3 separate regions of the Mus musculus genome follow, and all the other regions are linked to region 1. A link is a contact called in public HiChIP or PLAC-seq and promoter capture Hi-C data. All regions are on one chromosome and are shown on one strand. The core of a region is the stretch at or near the end of the contact, and the rest is flanking DNA. Distances in the headings are between cores, read along the strand shown. Region 1 holds the start of Rptoros (regulatory associated protein of MTOR, complex 1, opposite strand). Region 2 overlaps Rptor (regulatory associated protein of MTOR, complex 1). Region 3 holds the start of Chmp6 (charged multivesicular body protein 6).

Region 1 (3,056 bases), core at 291-2,790:
TAAACTCAAGCTGCAGGCTTGTCCAAGAAGCACCTTTGCCCACTGAGCCATCTCACCAGCCTTCAAAATTATTCCCAGCTGGTGTTCAGAGGTGACGACTGCATCCTTTTGAGAAGGACATTCAAAATGTCCTTCTCTTCCTTCACCGGTTTGACAGTCCAGCTTGCTGTCCCCAGTCCACATGCCACCTCTGGACCCCAGTGGCTTTGTTTGCTGCTACTCAGCCTCTTCCATGGAGAGGAGCACCCGAGTCTCCCAGGCTCTGCCTTACAGTCAGGCCGGTCAGAAAAGCTCTTCTTTCTGTATAGACTGACAGACGGGGATTGGCCATTTGTATTTCTTTCCCTCTTGGCTACACTCACAGGACAAACCCTCCATGTCACAAGTGGTTATGATCTCTGAGGTAGCATACATGACCACATAGTGACAGTGATGTATGCTGCTCATGATGTGTATCTGCACTGGGGAGAAATGTCGCCATGTAGATACACTTGTAGCCACTGCTGAAAACACCTTCACATGGTATTCTATCTTACCAGACAGTGAGACAGTACCCAGAACCCATTTACACAGTACATAGCTTTGCTGACTGGCTTACACAAAACAAAGGTTTCTGCAAACACATATCCCTAACATGTCCCTTCCCTTCACTGGTTTTCTGCAGACTATAACCTATACTTGAGTCATAAGAGACCCTCAAAGCATCAAATTATATGAATGAGGTGGCAGGGAGAGAGGAAGAGAAAACATTTATAAGTTTTTCCTGTGAGCATGTTCCTGACTCCTGCTCATCAGATGTGGCTCTCAGTGACCGGGAGGAAGACTCTGCCCAGTCAGAGCTAGGAGACCCCCCCCCCCCCATCTGAAAGACTGTTTCTAGGAACATGGCTTCCTCACAGAGAAGGGAGACTAGAAAAACTTAGAAGTATAAAACTAAATTCATCCCAAACACAGAGACTTAGAACAGCCTGATAGTTTGAATGGAAAATGTCCTTCAGAGGTTCATGCATTTGAACACGTGGTCCCTGGCTCATGGTGCTCTTAGGGGAGGTCATAAAGCTTCAGAAAGTAGAGCCTTGAAGCGGGAGAAGTATGTTGTTGGGGTGGGTTTTGATATTATAGCCTTGCCCATTTCTGGTTTGCTGTCAGTGATCTGTGTTTATGGCAGCTGTGATCTGAGCCTCTGCTCTGCCTCCTTTGCCTCCTCTGCCTCCCACTCCTCTGTTGTCTTACTCTGGAACTGTGAGCCAAAATAAACTTTGTCACTGCTGGTCCCAGTATGTAACCACGGCAACAGAAGAGTAACGAATACAACGTCTAAGTACATAATGAAAACAAAGCAACGGATACAAAGTCTAAGTACACAAAGAAAACAAACAACCCCCATACCCACATCTGGGTCCGGAACAGAACAGGTGAAGGAACAAAGCAGTGTTTGCAGTAATCGCTGGGGCTGGGAGTCATGACTTTGAAGGAAGAAGCACGCTAACACAAACGGCAAAGCACGTGTGAGAAGGGGGCTCATCTGTCTTCCACCCCAAGCCTCTCACTACCGCAACCCAAGTGCAGGTGTGCAGAGCCAAGGGGCCTCCTCATGCTGCCATGGACATCAGAGGTACAGAGGGTTGAGGGAGAAAGGGGGAGGGTTGATTTGGAGGAGCTGAAGCCCCTCCCAGGGAGAGTGGACAGAGAAACCCTGTGGTGCACCAGAATGGTGCAGCTGGTTAAGGTAAGGCACCAACCGGCACAGGAACACAGGTCTCACTGTGTCCACTGAGGTGCCTCAGACACAGGAAACTGGGGCGGGCTCCACTGTCACCTCAGATTTCTGTAAACCTAGAGCTATCCCCCAAAGCAAAGCTTAGCAGGCAGGAAGCACGGGTATCTAGATAGAGGCAGTCTGCATTCCTCCTAGAGCAGCCCCACGGTGGGCCAGCAGAACAGGGAGGATGCTCAACAATGCCTGACCCATAGAGAAGAGGCCGACATTGAACTCTCTTCCAACTGAGCTTTGTGTACGTGAAGAGGCAAAATGCGGAGCAAGAGAGGTTAGGCTGAGTACCTGATCAAATTTATTCAGAGAAGAATCTGTTTGCGGAGGAACCAGACACTGGGAAGCTGCAAAGGATACACAGGTTGTAGGGGCCGAAGAAAAAAATCCCACCTCCTTCCCTGTTGTCTTTGTCCATGGAAGCTCTTCCTGTGGTATGCCTGTTTGTATGCCTGACTTTGGATTATCCCATCAATACCAATTCAGAGTGTTTTCCCACATTCCTTGACATTGTGCCCTTGATGTTCCCCAGTGGTGCTATAAATAAAACTTTATTAACTGTAATTTGGAAGGTCTGCCTGAATTGCACATTAATTCTGTCTATGAAAAAAACCCTCAATTAGCTGGAACCCAGCTTACACCAGTCCTTAATTAACTGCCTCCCTCCCTTATTCTTGTTAATTAGCAGAGAGACAGATGATAACAACAACTTGGGAAACTTATTAAAACCAAGCAAGCATGTCCTTTCTCACACTTGGATCTTAGCTTCAAGTTTCTGGGGTTGTGTGTTTAATTTGGAGTGTCAGGAAACTAGAAAGAACCCACAAGATGGGGGAGTGAACAAGCCCTTAGTGGGGCAAAGGGATAAAGACCACATATTATATAATAGCACAGAATACTAACCTACTCTTACCTTGATCTAACATTGGCTTCTGGCCTCTGTATACATGTGCACCCTGCCCCGAAATATTGTTAACAAAAAGGACATTTTCTTCCATAACCACAAATCCATTCTCTGGGAATTCTCAGGGACAGTACTATGCTCAGATTCAACTACATGTCACAGCCTCTGGCTTTGGTCTAGGTTCAGTTCCAGGGCAGTGTTAGGTCACCTCGCAGCATCAGTCTTAATGAAGAATAGCAAGCCCACTTTCTGATTGAAAATCAAGGTGGAAACAGAACAGGTCACTGTCAATATCCACACCATTGTCTATAAGATGCCAAGACATGGCACAGACTTACAGCTCAGACCCCAAAACCCAGGCACATGCGTGTTGTGAGGCTA
Region 2 (3,056 bases), core at 172-2,671, 95 kb after region 1:
GCTACATGCTCACAAACGAGCTGATGCATGAAGGCTAGGCCTCCATCTGTGACAAGCTCTGTATTCAGGAGGACACATCACAGGTACTCCTTTTATGTATATGTTCTGTAAGAATCTACAAGACAGGATGCACACAGACCACTGCAAGGGAGCAAGTGGGCATGCCCAGTGATAGGCTTCCATGTCCCTCCCAAGCCGCTGTAAGTATATGAATGTGGAGAAATGTTCTTCATCAATGACACTGGAAAAGTCTCTCCAGCTCTCGATGCCTAGAGACTAAAAGTAACCTTGTAGTGTGCAGAGCACAACAACAGCAGTGAGGACCACTGCAACCTGAGTCAGTTCATACGTCTCACACACTGTAGGCCCCAAGAGGAATGAATGCAGCTCTCGGGGTCTGTGTAGCTGCTGATGACCAGAGACACTGTCATCTATATTGTGTTCCAGATGCAAGCCCACAGGTCCCACAAACAGCAAACAAGCATGAATTAAGTCTGCTATTTACATTTGCCCAAATGCAAAGTTACATTTAAATCTCTAAATCATCAAGTTACTTAGTATTGATTTATTAAAATAATGAAGGCCAGATATATTAGGGAAACCTTTAACAACTTCCATCTTCCACAATGCATTAATAGCAAGGTACAGGGCAACACCCAGATCCTAAGAGCTGGTACCCACCCATAAGGCAACACTGAACAAACCCTAGAACCGAACACTGGTATTTATTGGCCCTGTGCCTTTAGTTATGAAGGACTTGTACTGACTCCCATCCACGCAGGTGCCTCCCATTGTAGATGGCTTAAATACATCAACACATCTGACACCTGACTAGGAGCAGATTCCTTGATGATCTGTTCCCACAGTGACATTTCTCCATGTCCATACACTGCACAGAACTGTGCACTGTGCCACGAACAGCAGCATCCCTGGCTGTAACCAACCAAGGCCAGAGCCAGTTAGCCCTGACCATCCAAAGGATCTCCAAATGTCGTCAAATGCTCCTTAAGGAAAACTGACTGAAAAGGGGGACAGTCTCACCAAAACCATTAGCTGTGTAGTTTAGTGAGGACAAACTTGACAGGCTGTGATCCTCTGGGACAACAAAATCCACTCTATTAAACCACCAGGAAGAGAATGGCCTTTGAGAGCTAAGCTTCACTAACAAGCTCATTGGCTCCCAGAACCCATCTCAAAAGGACTGCCGAGGGTTTGTCAAGCTCCAGGCCAGAATTAAGGTCCTACGAGCCAGCCAAGTGCAGCTGCAAGCACGGCCTTGGCACACAGGGGATCAACACCCAGTGCAGCAGGAACAAAAGAAGCCACATGTCCTTTGGGAACCCGGCCCTGTACCTGAGTACTCCCTGATGGGCAGAGGCCCCACCCAGCATTCAGAAACCCTGGCAAGCAGAGACTGGGGAACAGAGAGGGGCTGTGAGCAGAGGGCTGGCTTCAGGCCTGCCTAGACTGAGAGAGCAGGGAAGCCCTAATCAAAGAGCTAGAAATGGGTTTTATAGAATGTATTCATTAAAATTCACTTTCTCTGACAGATCCCGTTAAACACAAGGGGGAAACACCACTTGCTTTATCAGACTGTCACTGCAGGCTGTGTCAACTGTAACAGCAGCTATGGTTGGAAAAAGCCCAGCCCACAACAGTGCAGGAATACCTGGTCTTTTACCAGGTCAATCTCTTGGAAGGGTCGGATCCCAGGAACACATGCACTGCACCACTAAGACTTCTGGGAAGAGTGAAGCTAAGCTCTGATTTCAACTATGGAGCAGATGGCAATGCCATGCAACTCCTACGCCTGGTACTGCCACAACAATGAGCAGAGAGAAAGGCAAAGATGATCAACAGGCCACCCCCAGGGAGGGCCAGACAGAGCTGCAGTGGAGTGGATGGTGGGGAAGAGGGATCTAGCTTTGTCAAGTGCACAGTGGCACCCCCATAGATGCACCCTAGACAGGCAAACCTGGACACATGGAACAGTCACTTTGATGTCCAGCAAAGGAGTGGCATCAAGTCTCCTAGGGAGTGCTGAGGCCATAGATGCCATTGGCCTACGAGTTTCTGAGAAACTCAAACTTCCTCTTCCAGGTGTATCTGTGGACAGTAGGCATGCAGAGGATGACATGAGGCTCTACAGAGCCTCTCCCAGGCTTGGCCATTGCGATAAGCTCACAGAAACACCATCACAATTGCTGCCACTGATCTCCTAACCCTGTCAGCACTCTGCGGTGGTGGTGTTCTCAACATACAGCATCCTAACGTCACAGCAGTTATGGGGGGGGGGCATGCTGATGTTCTGCCTCCTGTGCCTCTGGGGGCTCAGCCTGCTTTCTCATGTAGACATAAGCTCAGACAGCAGCTGATGCACATGCCACCAGCAGCAACCTCTGTTTACCTCTTCCCTCATTCCCTTTCTTCCCCCTTCCTTCTTTCCCACATCTCAGAGAAAGCAGGGTTCCTTGGGTCTTGCTCTCAGCAGACACGATTTTCCTACATCATCCCCTTTCTCATGATTCATCCACTAATGTCATCCTCTGTCTCTCTGAACTATCTACAAGCAGAGTTGCCTCCTCCTGACACAGAAAGCACTCATCACCTGACAGCTTCCTGCAATCCCACCTTCCTTTATCTGCTGTAGACTCACTACAGTATAAAGAGTGTAGCCTATTCAAGAACATCCACAGAAATCTGAAATCTTAACAACTTCAGTCCTAGTCTAGCCCCAAGTCTCTCACTCCCCACTTGATCATCGTCTGAGTTCTCTACAACACACAAATGCACAAATACAGACCCACATAGCACAGGTTAGCCCTTGAAAAAACATGCCCAACTGTATCCACCACAAAGACAATGAACATGCCAAGAGCTCACATCTTTGTTTCTAAGTAAGGTTCTTGGGTGGACCTAGCATCTGTATGGAAATGGCTCACATCAGGGTTGACTCTAGAGGAAATACTGTAGGAACTTGCGGCCTCTTGAAGAGCTGTAAAGAAGGCTCAAAGAATGGTGGACACATCAAAGAGGTGTATGTGCTATAATGTGAG
Region 3 (3,056 bases), core at 199-2,698, 79 kb before region 1:
AGTTGCAACTGGCCTGCCCCAAGCCAAGGCCCACTGTGCCGAGGAGGAGACTTTCATCCTCTTCAGTCACAGGAGGATGAGGCTGTGATCAGCCTGAACTCTGTGGGTCACTGCTGTGGCCACCAGGCCCTGGGAGGCTCAAATGTAACAAAGGGTCTGAAGTTGACATCTTCTGCCTCCCCCTCCCCAGCCACTAGCCAAGTGCGCTCAGTCCTCCTGTTCAGCCCATTTCTGTTCTGTGTCCAAATGCCGACCCTTCAGGCGGAGCCATGATGAACAGGTACAGGCCCTGGGCACATGTCACACACAGAATGAAACCCTGAGGCAGACTATTTCAAGTGAAGGCCATGGGCACCTTTAAGGTTTAGTTAGTGAGAAACCATTCACCATAGACTGTAGGTTACCTAGGAGAACAGGCTAGCTGGGGAGCTCTGCTAGCGTGTTTTGTGTGTGTGTGTGTGTTTGAGCATGGGCCTGGGTGTGGTTCTGGGTCTCCCACCTTCACCCAGTGTCCTCTACAGGGTCTGCCCCACGGTGGGCATCAACTGCATGACAGAGAGTGCTCACTATTTCCACCCTTTAGGTTTGGAGACCTTGAGTTAGGCTACCCATGCTCTTCTCGGGTGGTTATTTCTGCCAGCTGTTTACAAAGCATCAGGCATCTTGCCTGGGGAGACAGGGGCACCAAATGGAGCTGCAGGATGGCCAGACTGTGCCTCTGGAGACCAAGCAATCTGAGCAGGTCAGGCAGTGGCAGCAGCAGCACCTGGAGCTAGGCACTTTCCTTCCTGGTGCCTGGCGCTCTGGGACTGTTCAGATGTGTGCTTGACAGTGGTGTCCTGAGCCTCCGAATTCCACAGAGGAGCAGACAAGGTGTGTCCTGTCCGCAGGACCCACCTCTGTGACAGTTTTACTTAGAGATGGAGGGCGGTGTCCTGAGACACGAGTGTCTCGGGGGCTTCCAGCTCACACAGAGGCTGCAGAGATGGGGGACGAGCACCCTTTCCCAGTAAGAATCACGCTGAGACTTTTAGTGAAAGCCACGCCCACGGGATCTTTATCTGGGGGCTTTTTCTAGGAACTTTCAATAACTTATGGCTTGGGATTCCAAGGCCAAGGCCACAGGCTTCCTTCCTGGCACCTTCTCTCACGGATCGGCGCTCAGCCCCGAGACACAATCCCGGTCTTTCCGGGCCGAGCCGGGGCTGGTCCAGGAGTCTGCAGCTGGGCGCGCCATGGCACCGGAAGCGCGGCCCGCTCCGCTTCCCGCCTCAGTTTCCCCCACGGGGCCCGGCCCCCTGCCCGCCGTAGGCCCCTCACCAGGATGGCCCTGTCCTGTTCGGTGACTCGGCTCTGCTTCTTGCGGCCGAACAGGTTGCCCATGGCGGCCCCGCGCCGGCCGGCCGAACCCGTCGCAGCCGCCGCTCTGCGGCCACCGTACTCCGCCCGACCTACGGCGGCCGCGCGGAGCCACGCGCCTCAGAACGCGAAGCAGCTTCGTCCCTAGCGCAGCGCACCGCTGGACTTACTAGGCGATGCGAACGCCCTCCCTCGGCCTTTCAGCTAATCAGATGGGACTGTGATTAATTCAGAGCACCTCACAGGAGTGAGCCTAAATCAGGCTTCCTGACTTTCAAAACCGCCCAGCCGACGCCCCCCTCCCCGCTGGCGCAGAACATACACACACCCAGTGTTTTGGACCTACAAGTGCTTGCTGAGAAGTGTGCACCAGCGTTCACCTGCCATTCGGCGCTGTCACCTTCGTCCCCTAGTTTCCTCACTGTGGACAGTCCTTAGGCTACCGTTGAGTCAGCCCGGTTGCTGGGACTGACACACTAACCCCAGGGATTCTCTGATCACACCTGCCCTCTGTAGGCCCTTGGTGAGTCAGGGGGCGGGGACAAGACACTCATGAGTGGGGCTCTACACCCTAACAGCCCCAAAAAGGGCGCCACTGTCCTGAATTCAATGCCTTTGCTAGGAGGGGAGTTCTCCTTCCCCACGGCAATCATCCGGGTAATATCCCTTCGGGAGGCAGACAGTACAAGCAGCTGGGCCAATTACTAAGCATTCTTGTTCATTTACACCTTTCTGAACGAAGGGCTCAGTCTTAGCCTCAGGCTCAACACATTATGAATCCAGTAAAGCCAGTGGCTATCCCTCGGCAGGCAGCTTCTTCTGATTCCTGAACTGCCTGCATTTTCCCTTCCCCCACCCCCAACTCCTTCAGTAAACAAGGGCAGAAGGCATGGAGGGGGCTTTCCGGTGTCGCAGCAGTGGCTCTTGTGACTCCTTAGGCATAAGAGGCTCCCAGTCTTGACTTGGTTTTAAGAACAGCACGAGAGGCTGAGAGTAAAGTCCATGGTAAGGACTTGGGGCAGGCTCTGGCTACCAGACCTAGGGTTCTAGCTCCTTCTGTCACTTAGAAGCAGTTTCTAGAGGTTGGTTTTTTTGTTTTGATTTGATTCCAAGGGGCCTTCTAACTAGCCAGGAACCCTTTATCCCAGGGTTCTCTGTACAGTCAGCTGCCCTAATCGGGCTCAGCCACTGACTTTGATGGTTAGCTGTCATATCTTAGTCTCCAATGCTCTGTGGGCCAACTGGCCCCATAAAATCGCAGTAATGGTACCCTGTCCCTGTGGTCAACATGACTATAAAGGGCAGTACTGGGGCAGAACTTACTAGAAGGCTGGAGCTTCCGACCTGTGTGGTTCTCATGCCCTAACCAAGGGCATGTTCAGGGGTGTGGGACAGAGGTCTTGTGCAGGTCCAGGGTATCTCTGGCTGGTTTGGGACTTGCTATGCAGACCAAGATGGCCTTGAAATCACCCACTTTCTCTGTCCACTCTTGTCTACTCCGTGCTAGGATGCCCTGACATCCCAGAGTCACTAACTGAGGCCCAGTCTGTCAAGCAACAGCCCACAGTACCCAGTGCCTTGCTGGCTGCAACCATTTAGCTAGGAGTATTTATTGCCCAGGGAGGGTTCTGTTTCTACCATAACACTCTGGAAGCGCTTCCACACATTCTTCCTAGTTCTCTGCCAATACAGAGCTG

Evidence for each region. Promoter capture Hi-C pulls out the DNA fragments that hold promoters and counts their contacts. HiChIP or PLAC-seq counts read pairs in DNA pulled down with a chosen protein or histone mark.
Region 2: a promoter capture Hi-C map of hippocampal neurons shows a contact between it and region 1, with 2.4 times the contacts expected there. The contact joins the enhancer-like site here to the promoter of Rptoros in region 1. A contact is called at or near these places in 17 of 39 promoter capture datasets (the 3T3-L1 cell line, the C10 cell line, the HPC-7 cell line and 11 more), 2 of 484 Hi-C or Micro-C datasets (cerebellar granule neurons and trophoblast stem cells), 3 of 115 datasets of contacts at active chromatin or transcription factors (embryonic stem cells and pancreatic cancer cells) and 3 of 9 other capture datasets (adipose tissue, liver and pancreatic islet).
Region 3: an HNF4G HiChIP or PLAC-seq map of pancreatic cancer cells shows a contact between it and region 1. The contact joins the promoter of Chmp6 here to the promoter of Rptoros in region 1. A contact is called at or near these places in 8 of 39 promoter capture datasets (the 3T3-L1 cell line, the HPC-7 cell line, cranial neural crest and 5 more), 3 of 484 Hi-C or Micro-C datasets (CD8 central memory T cells, bone marrow-derived macrophages and embryonic stem cells), 4 of 115 datasets of contacts at active chromatin or transcription factors (the HPC-7 cell line, bone marrow-derived dendritic cells, embryonic stem cells and 1 more) and 1 of 9 other capture datasets (adipose tissue).

Annotation. Positions count from the first base shown.
Region 1 is chr11:119,832,849-119,835,904 of GRCm38.p6, reverse strand. Rptoros (regulatory associated protein of MTOR, complex 1, opposite strand) reads left to right here and starts at 1,540. Exons shown (of 3, transcript NR_045313.1): 1 at 1,540-1,615. All of the region lies in intron 13 of Rptor (regulatory associated protein of MTOR, complex 1), which reads right to left.
Region 2 is chr11:119,737,941-119,740,996 of GRCm38.p6, reverse strand. The region is part of intron 4 of Rptor (regulatory associated protein of MTOR, complex 1); the gene reads right to left. Among named protein-coding and RNA genes, the nearest start is that of Rptoros, 95 kb to the left of the region's middle. Within about 2 kb of position 1,421, at least 34 of the 459 cell types and tissues checked have an H3K27ac peak or open chromatin away from gene starts, as enhancers often do. A contact at or near this core is called in hippocampal neurons, where this site is marked.
Region 3 is chr11:119,912,202-119,915,257 of GRCm38.p6, reverse strand. Chmp6 (charged multivesicular body protein 6) reads right to left here and starts at 1,448. Exons shown (of 8, transcript NM_001085498.2): 1 at 1,321-1,448. The coding sequence starts at 1,383. Gm39485 (a long non-coding RNA gene) reads left to right here and starts at 1,446. Exons shown (of 3, transcript XR_003949830.1): 1 at 1,446-1,882.